2 separate regions of the Hordeum vulgare genome follow, and region 1 is linked to region 2. Evidence: chromatin contacts called from public Hi-C data. All regions are on one chromosome and are shown on one strand. Each heading gives the region's core, a stretch centred on a gene start, on an enhancer-like site or on the middle of the called end of the contact. The rest is flanking DNA. Distances are from core to core; before and after follow the strand shown.

The links. Hi-C and Micro-C count contacts between places; a contact is called where the count stands out from the background.
Region 1: a contact with region 2 is called in a Hi-C map of leaf, with 5 times the contacts expected there. The contact joins the promoter of LOC123440323 here to the promoter of LOC123440285 in region 2. A contact is called at or near these places in 4 of 6 Hi-C or Micro-C datasets (leaf and seedling) and 1 of 1 datasets of contacts at active chromatin or transcription factors (embryo).

The regions. Positions count from the first base shown.
Region 1 is chr1H:398,462,514-398,465,310 of MorexV3_pseudomolecules_assembly, forward strand. LOC123440323 (lipase-like) reads left to right here and starts at 1,529. Exons shown (of 10, transcript XM_045116900.1): 1 at 1,529-1,851; 2 at 2,258-2,331; 3 at 2,460-2,525; 4 at 2,652-2,699; 5 at 2,783-2,797. The coding sequence starts at 1,785. LOC123440314 reads right to left here and starts at 1,182. Exons shown (of 4, transcript XM_045116891.1): 1 at 1,034-1,182; 2 at 811-960. The coding sequence starts at 1,120.
Region 2 is chr1H:398,169,300-398,172,441 of MorexV3_pseudomolecules_assembly, forward strand. It overlaps LOC123440285 (RNA-binding protein BRN1-like), which reads right to left and starts at 1,810. Exons shown (of 9, transcript XM_045116866.1): 1 at 1,386-1,810. The coding sequence starts at 1,629.

The sequences.
Region 1 (2,797 bases), core at 279-2,778, 290 kb after region 2:
CGACATATGAGAGTGTGGCAGACCAGTTTGTGTCCCAAACCTAGTATGTGGCTTGGTTGGGCCCTCTGACTTTAGATGTTAGGCTTTTGTGCGATGTCTGTTTGGTATTAGGCTCGGACCATCGACACCCTTCAATCATGTGGTTAGGAGTAGCGACAGATGTTGCTAAGATGGTGGCTTCAGACCACCTGATGTACTAATAATCAATGAAATGGCTGCATGCATCTTCCAGATGCAAGAGGCTGGGGGTAATCCTCCTTTTCTTAAAAAAAAGCCTATGAAGAACACTGCATTTTAAACTGACCTGAGACATTTTAAACAGTTCCGTATAATATTCCGGCTAAGAGAATGCCTATTGGCTCTACACAAAAATTGGACCTTAGACTGAACTATAACCCAAATTCAAGTGCGTCTTTCCTCCAAAAAAGCAAAGACGTATTTTAGTAAGAAACTCATGAATTGTCCTAGTATGACATTGCGACAAAATAACTCCTAGTTGACGTACGACAGTGAAATTAGCCTCACATAAGTTTCTGCACAGAATCTAACATGACACACCGACTTAGTAGCCTAGCAAACAACGCTGCAGGGTCTGAAAGCCCTGAATAAGGATTAGACTGAACTTGTATAAGCAATAATCAAGTGAAAGCAGTACCAAGTGCCCAGAGCTACATCAGATTTGTTACTTGTATGAACTAGTATAGTCGTTCAATCGAGGGCACAGGCCACATGAACTGTGAATCCAAGAGAAAAATAAGTTGGGGGAATGGACAGGAGAGCTGTATTCTGGTCTCTGCAGTCTGTACCCACCTGCGCGCGGGAAGCCCCTGCCCCTCCGGCCGCCATGGCGGCCGCGGTGGCCGGCCAGCGGCGGCGGAAGAGGCCCTCCCACACGAAGTTTGCGTCGCAGGCGCGGCGCCAGGACCGGGAGCATCCGCCGAGAGCGCACACGTCGGCCTCCTGAGCACGGCTCGAGCCAGTCAACGAGCGAGCGAGCTACGTATACAGAGAGAAAGATGAGAGAGAGGCGCACCTGGAGGCGGGAGGCGACGGCGATGGCTATGTCGTCGGGGAGATCGTCCCACCTCCCCTCCGGCGACGGAGACGGCGAGAGCTCCATTCCGATTCCCCTCCCCTCTGCCCCCTGATTCTGGAATGGAGTGTCAAGCTTACGTAGCTGCTTTGTGTCGGGGAAGGGAAGCGGCAGGACTCGGATCTTTTGCGGCCGCGCGATCGGTCCACGTCAGGGCCACGTGGAAGGAGAGCCTGGATCGCACGCGTACCCCCGGGATTCTCTGTGGCCGATCCGTCTCGCGCCACACCTCTCCCCCTCCTTATTAATTCCTGACGGCGACCGAGGTGGACCAGCACGCCACCAGCGCTAATAATCAATCAACTTTTTTTAAAACGTGCCGTGTTACCGTGATCCGACTGGTTTATTAGTGTCCGCGGGTTATTTTATTTTACCACCCCCCTTCAACTTTGTACCATATATACACGAGTACTTGCGTATATTTTCTTTCGAAAGTTTCGCTTGCCCACCCTAAAAAAAAAAAAAAGGTTTCGCTTGCCCTGCACTTCTCCAACCTCGAATATTTCTCTATCGGAGGCCCGACTCGGCGCGCTCCCCCTCGCTGACCCTCCCTAATCATTGATCGATTGTCCCCTCGCTCGATCCGGCCAAGGTTTCTCCCGCCGGCGAGGAGCGCGCACACCGAATCTGGTCCGGGGGGCGGAGTTTGCTCCGCTCCGGCTCGGTGTGTTGGTGGATTCGGTTCGAGGGGATGGAGCGGCGGCGGTGGCTGCAGGCCGCGGTTCTAATGTCCTTGCTGCTGCTTTGCTCTGGGAGAGGTACGGCTGCTCGCTTTTCTCTCGCCTTCGGAAAATACCGTGATCCGACTGGTTGCAGCCGGATGTCGGAGACCCTTGTTGCCGGTGAAGCTTTTGCCTCGGGTTCACGGCAATGTCGTGCCTATGTTCAGGAATCGATTAGGAACTGTTTTTTACTAGAACAACCGAATTAGGACCTAGAACACCATTATCTACCAGCCGTTGTTTGTTCACAAGTTCACGGCATGTTGTTTCATACTTTGACTCCTGTTATGTGCACAAACTTCAAACTTTTTATATGCTTTTATGCATACCTTGTCATGCTCTGCAGTGACTCTTAGCCTAGCTACTCGGTTTTATTCTGTGTCATGATCGATTACTCAGTGGGTCATTGTATTCTCATGTTGGTCCTGTTTTCTTCGTTCAGAACTTAAGAGCAAAAGACAGGCGCCAGCATATAATTCCACTCTCGCCAAGACGCTTGCAGAGTATACTTCAGCAGTAAGTTTGCCTGTCGCCTTGTCTTCTTCATCATCCAATTCGGATTTGCTTACGGTGAATACATAGGATTTCTAGTGCAATATTTATCCAATAGTAACTGGTTTGAACATTGGTGCTGTTTTTTACAGGTGTATACTAATGACCTGTCACAATTATTCTCCTGGACCTGTGAAAAATGCGTTGACTTAACAGAGGTATTCTTCCTCGCCTCTTATGCACTAGGTTTGAAAGAAAGGGCAAGAAGATGGTTTTGTTTGAGATTTTTCATTGTTCATATGTAGCTTGGTGTGCTTGACTGATAGGTTTGTTTGATGACGCAGGGGTTCGAGGTTATCGAGCTGATCATTGATGTGAAAAATTGCTTGGAGGTTATTCCCTCTATCCATGATCTTTCTTTTTACCCTGAATATACTCTTCTTCTACATCGATGTTGATAGTTTTGATGAACCAGGCATATGTCGGTTTT
Region 2 (3,142 bases), core at 560-3,059:
TGCAATGTCCAGTATACCATATATCAAGATCAAACTAAAATATCACGAGGATAGCCATTTGGAAACTACAGTCGAGCAAAGAAAAAAGAGCACAAGATACATAAAATTAATATCCACTGGAACAACGGAACACCAAAACTAAGAAAGATTCTCAAATGATAACACTTGTATAATATCAGTAGTTCGTAGCAAACAGGATTCTGAATTTGCACATGCAGGACACCATTTTATTTGATGGCTTTCACACATCAAACTCCTGGGACAGTAAAAGCAAAACAATCAATCCCTCCGAACAGGAACAGATATAATTCAAATCAAACCAGTCAAAACGAAGAAGCACTGATTGCTCGGGGTAGAGGAAAGTGTCTCCTACGACAAGTTCTAAATAGTTACCATCAGATTTCATCATCTTGAATCACGATCTCATAGTAGGGTAAGTGGCTGAGCACAATTGTAAGGTAAATAGCCAAAAATATCCAGAGCAAAGCCTCTCAATACCATCTGAGAGTAAATTCCTTGATGGGGCCTATGAAATTCTGAAATCCACCGAAACAGCAACAAACACATTGCAATTCCACTGGTCCTAAAATCCAGCCTATCGCACGTACAGAGAAGACGCGCCTTCGTCCAGCTATTGGTTGAAATGAATCTGTACTAACAACTAACAAGGACAGCTTATAGCTGGAGTCCAATCGACAGCTTAAAATCGAGCTCAATCCATCTAAAAATTTAACCATGGCCAAACACCTAAATTCGCATCCCATGATCGAAACACAGACACACGAGAAGCAACGTCAACGAAAGCTAAACTTCTGCAAAGAAAAATTTTACCAATCCAACCCCATAAAACTAACTCGGGAGTATTTTACTGGCGATGGTAAACCCCCACTAATTCAGCACAAAATCCGAGCTCGAGCGGCCGAGAAGCAGAGAAGCTGATGCGGCTCGGAGCTCCTACATACGAGATGAGAACATCAAAGTGAAAAAACGCGGGATAAAGCAGAGCTGGGCAAACGTTTTGACTTTTCTCCACAGGGAGTTCACGCCATGGCAGAAGCTAGCAATTCAACGCAGCCCTTGCACAAAATCCCCCACGAAAACGGCCGCAATTGCGCCTGAATCGGCAAGGAAGAAACCCAATTCCCAGCGGAGCGCGAGAACTTTTGGCCGGAAGAAGCAGAAATCAGGCGCGGCTCAAGTGGCCGGGCGGCATTGCCACGAGCAGAGGCACACCGGGGCCGCCGTGGGCGGGAGCAGGGAGAAAACGCGAGCAACGGGAAACGCGCCCAGATCCAAACCCAGCAAAACCAACAGAGAGGCAAGCACGCGCGGGACGGCATTGCGAGGGGGGGAAATCCGGCGGGGCGGGGCGTACGGATCCGGACCTCGGGACGCCTTGGTGGCCTTGTCGCGGATGACGGTGACCTCGTCGACGATGGCGACGTCGCGGAACATGGCGGCCAGCTCGGCCTCCGTCATGAGCTTGGGCACCTGGCCGACGAAGAGCTTGACGGAGCTCTCGTCCCTGCCGCCCCCGTCCTCCCCGCAGGCGTGTCCTGCTCCGACTGCTCCGGCGCACGCGGCCGCCGCGGGCTGCTGCTGCTCCCTGTCGCCGGCGTCTTCCGCCATTGGGCGTGGCTGGGCGTCGAGCTAGCTGGGTGGCTTAGGGTTTGCGTGGGAATTTGGGCGGCGACGGTGGAGGAGGCGGGGACGGGGACGGGGACGGAGACGGAGACGGAGACGGAGTCGGGGCAATTAATAGTAAATAAATACTAGTAGCGGCGTAGTGAATTAGGACAGGAGAGGGAGGAGCGAGCAATGGATATGGTATGCTGGCAGTGAGGGACAGCGAAGGGAAGACAAGGTGGTGTGATTTCCCCCCTCCCTCCCTCCCTCCTTCCTTTTTTTTTTCCTTCTGCTCTCCTCCCTCTTTTTTCTTTTCTTTTGAAAAATGCAGGTAAATGATTTGCATGTAGATTAATTAACCCAAAGGGATATTTTCCAGTTAGTTAGCGTAGAATTAGCCATTTTTGTTTACTATATGATGTTTAGTGCTGGTTTAAAATTTAGGCGAGGTCAAGATGATTTACGTGTGCTGACTGCTGACCGAGTTTGCCACTTGGTAAATTTAGGCGAAGTCAACTCGTGTAAAACTCAACTACAATGGAGAAACTTCCAGAGTTCTTTCATCAAAGATGCGAGAGAAACCTTCGTACCTCAAATGATACGACAGTTTGCAAATCCATCAAAATCGTGACAAAAAGGGGAAGAGTGTGAATTGATGCACATACAACAATATTTTTTTGCCACAATAGCTAAATGTTTGTCGATTGTCTTTCGGTTTTGGGTCGGTCGATTTTCAAGGAAGGAGCTCGCTGGCAGGCTACCCGTGAATGATGGAGGTGGGGTGATAACACGACGGCGCTGCAACTTCATCGGAGAAAATCTCCGTCGGCGCCAGGGGGTAGAGGGATGGCTAGGGGTCGACAACATGGTGGTGGGCCACAGTTGGGGGGAGGGTGGTGCAGCAAGGCTACACGGGAGCGTCGCCGCCCGCGAGCGGCGACATAACGAGAGGACGATAGTTGGAGGAAGAAGATGTGACCATCAACATACGTTTGTCATCCAACGACTCAAATTGATCCTAGAAATCGACTGGCCCAATTCAAAATTTGAGACGACTTCCATCCCATTTTTGTATGTATGAAGGTAAAATGACCAATAAATTGTTATGACGTGAACCAAGCATAGCGCGGATAGTTAGGTTTCTTGTAGTGGAACCAATCCATTAGAGTTCAAGTCCTAGACTTGGCATTGATGGTAGTATTATTTCGAATTTATTTGAGGCCTTTCGGCGATGAGCGTTCGGTGAAGGAGATGTTCTCATCGACTACGAAACATCTGTGATGATTTCGTCAATTTCAGATGACTCTCGACTCAATCTTTCGAAGGTGGTCATAGGAGTAGCGTCGGTGACGTCTCTAATGTGCTAAAAAACAAATTACCGTGACAACCTCTCCACGCCTGGCCGATTGTTAAAATGTTACGTACATGTATGCATTTTTGGGGGTCTCCGAGATCTTCCTCTAAAAGTAACTCTAGCAGACCCCGCATCCCGCCCCAGCCAGAAAAATAACTGTCA